Regions from separate parts of the Mus musculus genome. Here region 2 is linked to region 1. The links are chromatin contacts, called in public Hi-C maps. All regions are on one chromosome and are shown on one strand. Each heading gives the region's core, a stretch centred on a gene start, on an enhancer-like site or on the middle of the called end of the contact. The rest is flanking DNA. Distances are from core to core; before and after follow the strand shown.

Region 1 (4,646 bases), core at 1,099-3,598:
CCAGCAGAGATCAGTGAAGGCAGGATCGTCTCAGGCTAATCACCGAAGCACACCTCTCAAACAAGTCAGAAAACATGTGTTTTCCTTTTCCAGTGTGTGTGTGTATGTGTGTGTATGTGTGTGTGAGTGAGTGTGTATATGTGTGTGCATGTGTGCCTGTGTGTGTGTGTGTGCACCCAAGCCATGTGCATGTGTGAGAAACACATTGTGTGTCTTCTTCAATTGCTTCTCCAGCTCATTCTTATTTATTTATTTATTTATTTATCTATTTATTTATTTTGTACCAAATGAGTGTTGAATGCCTCCAATCACAGCTTCCAGCAGGCAGACTCTGTGAGTTCAAGGCCAGCCTGGTCTACATTAAGTTTTAGGCTAACCAGAGCTACAAAGAAATATCCTATCCCAAAAAGAGGAAAAGGAGGGCGGAGGAGGAGGAAGAGATAGAGAAGGAAGAGAGGGAGGTGAAGAAGGAAGAGAGAGAGAAAGAGAGAGAGAGAGGGGTGTCTGTCTGCATATATGTCTATGTACCATGTAATGCCTCCTGTACACAGAGACCAGAAGAGGGTGTCTGATTCATCAGATTCTCTGGGCTTGGAGTTACAAATTGTGACCTGCCATGTAGGTGCTGTTAACCAAATTCAGATCCTCTCAAAGAACAGCCTGTGCTTTAACCCCTGAGCCATTTCCCCCAGCCCCCTCCAGCTTATTCTTTGAGATAGCTGAACCTGGCATCAAAATGTCTGCTCTGTGTCCCTTGTGAACACTGCTCTAGCTGGAGATGTTGGAGCTCCACCAGCCCAGCACCCTTAACCCTGTGCCTTTGTTCCGTGGTTGACTGTCCTAAGTGTCTGGCTCTAGGAGGTACCACAGGCTCACCTTTCCCCGTCTCAGCCGCTCTGCTGCTCTGAAGAGACACATACTTTTAGCCATACAAAGTGACACATGCCTGTGAGCCTAGCACTCAGGAGGCAGAGGTAGAGGCAGAGGCAGGATTGTCACAATTTAGAGGCCAAGTTGATCTATATAATGCAGTGATTCTCAATCTGGGGGTCGTATATCAGATATTTACATTACAATTCATAATAGTAGCAAAATTACAATTATAAAATGCTAATGAAAACAATTTTCTTGTTGGGGTCACCACAACATGAGGAACTGTATTAAAGGGCCCCAGCATTAGAAGGTTGAGAACCACTGCTATAGTGTGTTTTAGGATAGCCAGGGCCACAGAGTAAAACATTGTCTCAAAAGAACCAAGAAATTAAAACAAAAAGAAACATTTTTAAAACAAGCTAATAACACAAATATATTGCATCATATTTGAGAACTTGATAAAAATTAATTGTTCGGTTACTGTTTAAAACAGAAAGAACAGGAAGAAGGCTTAGCAGTTAAGATTTGAACTCCAACACCCACATGGCCAGAGCAGTCTGTAACACCAGTTCCGAGGGATACGGTGCCCTCTACTGGCCTCCTTGAATATTGCATGCATGTGGTGCACAGACATACATGCAGGCAAAATACTCAAACAGCAAGAACAACAACAAAATCTTAATATTTTCCTTTTTAATTAAACATACGGGTTGGCGAGATGGCTCAGAGGGTAAGAGCACTGACTGCTCTTCCAAAGGTCCTGAGTTCAAATCCCAGCAACCACCTGTAATGAAACCTGATGCCCTCTTCTGGTGTGTCTGAAGACAGCTAGTGTACTTAACCTATAATAATAAATAAATCTTTAAAAAGAAAACAAAACAAAAAATATACCGGAGCCAGCAAGATGGCTCAGCAGGCAAAGGCACTTGATACTCAAGTATAACAACTTAAATTCAATCCTTGGATCCCACATAAAGACTCAGAGGCCCCCACAGCTTACAGGCTTGGTAGCTGAGGATCCCACAGAAGCCTCTTCTCAGCTTACAGGAGGCCTTGATAGCTTTATAGTCACTTAACTAAGGCATGAGGGTCACTGTTAAGGCCTCTAGAGAGATCCAGCTCTTTTGTTATCCCCAAGCCAGGATCATTTCTAGAAACTTTCCCTCGCCAGCCTTCCCCACTTAGCCCTAAGGAGTGACGATCCAGAAGTTTCTAGACCTTCTCCAGGTGACAAAGAACAGAAAAACTCTAGGAAGGAAATTATGAAGCCTAGTCCCCAAGATAGGCATGCAAAAGGCAGAATGGGACATGGGTTTGGGGTCAACAGATCTATAGGGCTCCTGGGAGCTGGGCCAGAGCTTGCAAAACCCAGTTGTAAACGGAGCATGGTTTCTCAGGAATGGCCAGGGCTTTCTGCAGAAGAGGGTGTCTCAGGAAGGAATCATCATCACAAACCGGAAGAGAGGGAGACTGTGGCTTACGGGTTGCTGCATGACTCATCGCTAGCCCTGCCAGCTGCCTCTGTTAAGTGCTGGACAGCACAGAGCCTGGGAACACTGGTGGAATCCCTGTCTAGTCCCCTCACCAGAAGAGGACCCAGGCAGGTCAGTGGCTCTTAACCCAGATGTGTCACTTAATATTTCCACCATCTGAAAGGTGGTTACCATAGAGAATGATGCTCACTAACACTGAGCCCAGATGCAAGAGGGGATGCAGGAGATGATGGTACAGTACACTGAGTTCAGCAGGACTGACCGTGAGCTTGCCACGTGTTTAGCACCGGTCACGAGCTAGCACTCAACAAGGACACATTGGGTTCCTTCTCTGTTCCCACCGTCCAGTGCCAGACACCAATCAATCACATGTCTATGTGTCTTGGTGACACCAGTCTCAAGACCAACCAGCCACGTGTACTTCTTCCTCCCTGCAGCCTCCCATAGCTTCCACAACCAGGTATCCAAGGGAGATGGATGCAGTAAGGAAGGCTGCAGAATTTCCAGCCCCACCGACTCCAGGTCTTAACTTTACCCTTCTCATCCTTCTAGTGACACTCTCAACTCTATATGAGGGCAAGCCATGGTGGTGTGGGTCAGTAATCCCAAGACTCAGGACACAGACAGGAGGATCACAAGCTAGAATCAAATCTTATCTACATAGCAAGACACTGGTTTGTTTTTTTGTTTTTTGTTTTTTGTTTTTTTGTTGTTTTGTTTTGTTTTGTTTTTTTCGAGACAGGGTTTCTCTGTGTAGCCCTGGCTGTCCTGGAGCTCACTTTTGTAGACCAGGCTGGCCTCGAACTCAGAAATCCGCCTACCGCTGCCTCCCTAGTGCTGGGATTAAAGGTGTGTGCCACCACCGCCGGGCTAGCAAGACACTGTTGATGGATTACTATGCAAATAAGAAAAGAAAGGAAGCTGCTGTGTGTGTGTGTGTTCCACGCCTTTTATCACAGCACTTGGGAAGCAGAGGCAGGTGGATCTCTGTGAGTCTCAGAATAAAGTATAGTATGCAGGCAACAGACACGGACTTTTATCATCATAAGCCTGTATGAAAAGGGAGACCATGTCTTTTTTTGTTTTGTTTTGTTTTGTTTTTCGAGACAGGGTTTTTCTGTGTAGCCCTAGCTCTCCTGGAACTCACTCTGTAGACCAGGCTGGCCTGGAACTCAGAAATCCACCTGCCTCTGCCTCCCAAGTGCTGGGATTAAAGGCGTGCACCACCACACCCGGCTGAGACCATGTCTTTATAGGACTCTAGTTACCTAAAACTCTAAACAATGCAGTGTTAACACAAGGGGACAATGTGAGGGAATGGCTGGCACAGATTCAAGACAGAACTTCCTCCAGACCAGGGAAGGCGGTGTGATAGGGACGCCCAAAAGTCCTCAAAGGCACCTTGTTTTCTGTTTTGTTTTGTTTTGTTTTGTTTTGTTTTGTTTTGTTTTGTTTTGTTTTGTTTCGAGACAGAGTTTCTCTGTGTAGCCCTGGCTGTCCTGGAACTCACTCTGTAGACCAGGCTGTCCTGGAACTCAGAAATCTGCCTGCCTCTGCCTCCCAAGTGCTGGGTTTAAAGGCATGCACCACGATGCCCGGCTGGCACCTAGTTTTCAAGTTAGACAATAGATACCTGGAAAGCCAGGCAGGGTGGCACATTCTTGTCACCACAGTATGCAGAAGGTGTGTGGGGGGGTTAAAATTCAAGGATAACCTCTGCTACATAGTGAGTCAAAGCTAGGTTGGAATCCATAAGACCCAGTCTCTAAAACCAAAACAGGGCTGGAAAAATTGCCACTTAGAACACTTGTTGCTCCTACAGAGAACCCAGGTTCAGTTCCCACATGGCAGCTCACAACAATCCATTCTCCAGTTCTGGGGGGAATCTGACCTCCCAGGGCTCCAAGCATGTACGTGGTATACAAAATTACGTGAAAGCCAGGCAGTGGTGGCTCACGCCTTTAATCCCAGAACTTGGGAGGCAGAGGCAGGTGGATTTCTGAGTTTGAGGCCAGCCTGGTCTACAGAGTGAGTTCCAGGACAGCCAGGGCTATACAGAGAAACCCTGTCTCGAAAAACAAACAAACAAACAAACAAACAAACAAACAAACAAACCTGCAAAAGATAACAGAGATGCAGCTTTAAAAATTATTGTTGGGAGCTGAAGAGAGAACTCAGTGTTTAAGATCACTGGCCACTCTTCCAGAGGATCCTGGTTTGATTTCCGACACCCATGTTGAAGCTCACAACCATCTGTAACTCCAGTTCCAGGGGTCCTAA
Region 2 (4,646 bases), core at 1,258-3,757, 280 kb before region 1:
GGTTAAACTGTGGGCACAATGAGCAGGGAGGAAAAACCAGTGTGCGTTCCCGAGCACTTATTCTGGGAGAAGTGTTTCTGGGGCACAGTGTTGACATAAAGGTGAAAAGGGAGAGAAAGATAAAGGCAGAGAAGGGAGGGAGGGAGAAAGGGGGTTGGGGGAGGGAAAGGGAGAGAGGTTGGGGAGGGGGAGGGAGAGGGGAAGGGCGAGGGGGTGGGAGAGGGAAGGAGAGAGGAAGAGAGAGAAGGCATCCCTTCAATTGACATGAGTTTTCTGTTCAAGTCTCATTGGTTACAAATTTTAAGCTTATTTCTGTCCCTTATAAACAAGGACCCAGATAGATACCAGTGCACACCAAAGATCCCCTCTCCCCAAGAAAAAGACACACCTATGGGTGGGTTCAGGACGCCAGCATGGGAAGGTCCCTGGGGGAAACAGTGCAGACCAGGTCATCCACCATGAGACTCCGGAAGTTGTGAGTCAGGTAGGAGGTAGGGCTAACGTGTCAGGGAGCTCCATGAGGAGCCACACACTTGTCAGAGGACAACTCATAAGAGGTAGTTCTCTCCTTCTACCTCATGGGTCTGAGGATCAAACCCACATCATCAAACTTGGCGGCAGGCACCCAGAACCCTTATACCCCACCCCTGCAGGACACTCTGAAGACACTCACACGCTCCTGCTCCGTGCTGGGTGCATCCAAAGCTGATAAAATCAAGCTCTGGCCAGGGGTGGAAAGAATATTCTCAGAAGGAAAACAATGACATCACCGCAGACGTCCCCAAGGAAGAGGGCAGTGAGCAGAGTCGGGTGTTCCCCAGGCTCGGTAAGAGTCACACTCCCTTCTGTCTTTTGGAATGAGAGAGTCTAGCTTTATTATCATGACACCTGGCAGGGAGAGTTTTGCATGTAACATGATTTCATTGCTACCCAGCCAGGACTCTCCAAAGCCAAAAGCCAGGCCTGAGCTGAGCACTGTGCATCCTGAAGTCACAGGCACTGTGGGCTGATAGGACAGTTCAGTTTGGGGTTGGAATTTTTTTTTTCAGTGTTCTAATCCTTCCAGCAGTTCTATGAGCAACTCCATCCTATAATAAATTATACCCTACTTAAGACAACTGGAATGGGTTTGCTCTGTGATGGACAGCTCCAAGTTTGGCCTTGAATTTCCTCCCTCTCTCTGACAGTGTGGTGCTGGGGCTAGCAGTATTAAGGCTGGTTAGAAAGACACTGAGTTAAACCCAGGCTGTATCATATCGTGCCTCTGAGTCCCAGGGACCGGGGCTGAAGGGGGCATCTCCACCCGCGTCTGGGATTGGGGTCTGGCCTCGGGTAACCCTCTGAAGCGTTAGCGAGTTCCTATATGCAAAGTGCACGGCACCAGGCAGAGCCAGTGCTGCGTGAGGACGGTGATTACAATGCTCACCGCTCCAACCCCGGCTTCTCACCAGCTGTGAAAAGTCAATTTAGGAGCAGACAAAAGAGCATTCAAGGCATAAGAAAGGGGACCTTGGCAGTCTTGAAGGTGAACCACACGAGATGAAATAAAACAGGAGTGAATGCAAGGTCTCAATCTTCAGTAAAGAGAATCTGAACAAAGATGGAGAGGCTGAGACACAGGGCTAGATTGTAATGTATATGAGACAGGCACGTGGGCTTTAGAGAGTTGATCAGCGTAGCACAGGTGTATGTATCAATGAGGGGCTAATACAGTCTGCAGCTGTATTAATAGAGACCAGGTGCAGGAAAGAGGGAGGCATAAGGATGGTTCTAATTTGTGTTGGTCAATTCACATCACCCACATTCAGCCCAATTCTAGGAAGCCTTACCATGATGGGGTATAGGCATAGCAGCTTGGCTCACAGGAGCAAACAAGATGGGATGATCAAGATGACAGCTAATAGCCATGGCTCTTTTTTACACACAGAAGCTGTTCCAAACCTATTCTTCATTCTGTGGCAAGTAGAGATGAGACAGACTGTGGAGGATCGGATTCAAGGACAAGCTGTGGAGGGTCACGAGTGTCCCTATAGTGGCTATGATGAGGTTGCACTCTAAGGCATTCACACCAGCACCAGCCTCTCCTATACTGTGGCAGACATCGCTACTTGATTACAGAGTTAATCCACCGAGGCCAAAATGCTCTCTTCAACAGACATAGTGATCAGTCTATAGGAACCCCATGAGCCAGTCTAGCTCCAGCTGGACAAGATGGGGACAGAGAAGCCATGAGTGAATAATAGTCAACCCACTCCCCCCCAAAAAAAGTCAAACTTTTTTCTAAATGAGCTGAGAGACCCAAGTGTGACCAGTGAGGCCTTCCAGAACCAGCCACGGCCCAGCCACCTTCTTTACCCAAAAGGTTCAGGAACCTATGAACCAGAATGGATCCAGTCTCCATGACAGAAAAAAAAAAAAAAAAAAAAGGCTAGTTGCTCCCCAGATCTCAAGGCAATTTGCTGTTCTTGAATAAAAGACTACATTTCCCAGGCTCCCTTGCAGTCAGATTGGGATCATGTGGCTGGGTTTAGGCCAATGGGCACTGAGTAGAATGGAAAACTATCCTTCCTAGGCCAGCTGTGAAAACCACTGGGGAGTGAGTATCCCTGGGCTTTCCTCTCCTTTCTCAGTGACTTAGGAGACATGAGTTAAGAATGGTGAAATCCCCAGACCAGAGGAGCCTGGATCTCTGAGTCACCAGTTGTGGGGAGAGCAACCTGCCCCCTCCCCAGCCTGTAGCAGACACTAGCTGGGGGTGCTGAGGAAACACACTATATAATCAGAGGCTAACCTGATCTGCACAGTGAGTTTAAGAACAGCTAGAGCTACATAGCTAGACCCTGTCTCAGAAAAAAAAAAATTAAGCTTTGTGATGTCGAGGGAGACAGATGTCTGGGCGCAGCAGACTCTCACCCAGCCTTGGAATCCCAGCCTTGGAATCCCAGACCTATAGGAGGCCCAGGAACTGCAGCCTCAGCAAGCTGTCTAGTGACTCCTATTCTCTCTAAGGCAACGTGACTCAGTGCGTGACCTCCATCCTTGGAGCTGATGTATCACTTAGAGTGAGAAATAGCCCTGCCAGGCGGAGTGGAGCTGGATCAGCTCGCTACATATCTCCAGCAGATGCAAGGATGCAAAATGCAAATGGTAAGAGTCTAAATTCCCATCCAAAGGTCCTTGGGGGCCTGAGACCTTCCTCAGAGAGTTCAAAGGTAGCATCTTAGAGTCTCTTCATAGCTGGATGGTAGTGACTCATGCCTTTAATCCCAGCACTCAGAGGCAGAGGCAGGTGGACCTCTGAGTTTGAGGCCAGCCTGGTCTATAGAGCTACTTCCAAGACAGCCAGGGCTACACAGAGGAACCCTGTCTGGGGACCAAAAAAAAAAAAAAAGCCTCTTTATGAGCTTTAGAGGGCACTTACCTCCGCAGATGTTAGTGGAAGCTTCTAGAAAATGTCTCATCCCTAGTTCTAAGTCTCTGCCTTCCCAGACACCTTTCCAGACAGGTACCAATTTAATGAATGGATCAGGTAGTGTTCCAGTAGCCACCGTTGGAGTGTCTAGAGTGTTCCTTAGTACCCAGCTTCCTCTTATCCTCTATCTCTAGTGTGGGGCTGGTGGTACACGCAGTGCTGGTTGACTCTCCCGTGCTCCACCTCTTCCTAGAATCCTGACCACCTGGGAGTCAGGGCACAGCTCAGGCACTTACTGAGTGGATAAGTCAGTGTTGACCATGCCAGCCTCTCTAACATTCAGTTTCTCCACTACTGGTGCTGACGGGGACAGGTGAGGAAGAAAGGGGGTCAGGTGCAGGCTGGGTCTCCAGGCAGAGTCCAGGCTGCTCATGGTGACCTCGAGACTCGCCTGTTTATCCTCAGGGACCCTACGTATCTCAGGGTCTCAGTGGAGAGAGTGTGAGAATGGTGCAGCTCAGGGCAGGAACACAAAGAGTTGTTTTTGCTTGGCCCCCAATAGGCCTGAGTTATCCTAGGTCCGTGCCTTGTCCTTGACCCCCACTGCCCTAGGTCTAGCCTGGTCTGGTCTGATGTCACTATGTTCTCTCAACACATCTGGAAACTGGATGACGCTATAAAGAGCAAGGCCATGCTGCCTGCACCTTGTGTACCCTGTGATTGTCCTGTAAACATGAACCTTCCAGAAACCATGGCCTTGAGCCCCTGGAGCTACAGTGGGAATGTTCACTACAGTATGACATTGACCCTGGATTCATAGCAGGGATCACACCACCCTGTTGAACTGCACAGCCCTGGAAATAAGTCTCCTGCAGTTACACAGAGAAAACAACCATACAAATCAAATATGGGGAGAGTTGTAAAATAAATGCCTGTTTTATTTACACACACACACACACCACAGACTTTATAGTTTTTAAAGAAAGCAGGTCAGTGACAAATCCAATTTTGGGACACACTGGAGCCTGGAGTGTGACTAGGGCTGACGTGGAGGGTTTCCATGCCTGGAGAATGTTCTAGTTCTTGGACCAGAGTGAGAATATTGGTGTTCGTTTTATTATCTTCATAAATATATGCCTTATATATTATGCATGTGCTTTTATAAGAATCAGATGAAATGAAAGGGGAAGCCAGCACCTTTTTCCTGCACAGTGTCCTACAAGAAGTTCTACAT

Evidence for each region. Hi-C and Micro-C count contacts between places; a contact is called where the count stands out from the background.
Region 2: a contact with region 1 is called in a Hi-C map of muscle stem cells, with 2.4 times the contacts expected there. The contact joins two enhancer-like sites. A contact is called at or near these places in 3 of 39 promoter capture datasets (embryonic stem cells and hippocampal neurons), 1 of 484 Hi-C or Micro-C datasets (muscle stem cells) and 1 of 115 datasets of contacts at active chromatin or transcription factors (embryonic stem cells).

What each region holds. Positions count from the first base shown.
Region 1 is chr4:125,129,408-125,134,053 of GRCm38.p6, reverse strand. No RefSeq gene overlaps it. Among named protein-coding and RNA genes, the nearest start is that of Zc3h12a, 3.8 kb to the right of the region's middle. Within about 2 kb of position 2,348, at least 98 of the 459 cell types and tissues checked have an H3K27ac peak or open chromatin away from gene starts, as enhancers often do. A contact at or near this core is called in muscle stem cells, where this site is marked.
Region 2 is chr4:125,412,387-125,417,032 of GRCm38.p6, reverse strand. No RefSeq gene overlaps it. Among named protein-coding and RNA genes, the nearest start is that of Gm40247, 33 kb to the right of the region's middle. Within about 2 kb of position 2,507, at least 34 of the 459 cell types and tissues checked have an H3K27ac peak or open chromatin away from gene starts, as enhancers often do. A contact at or near this core is called in muscle stem cells, where this site is marked.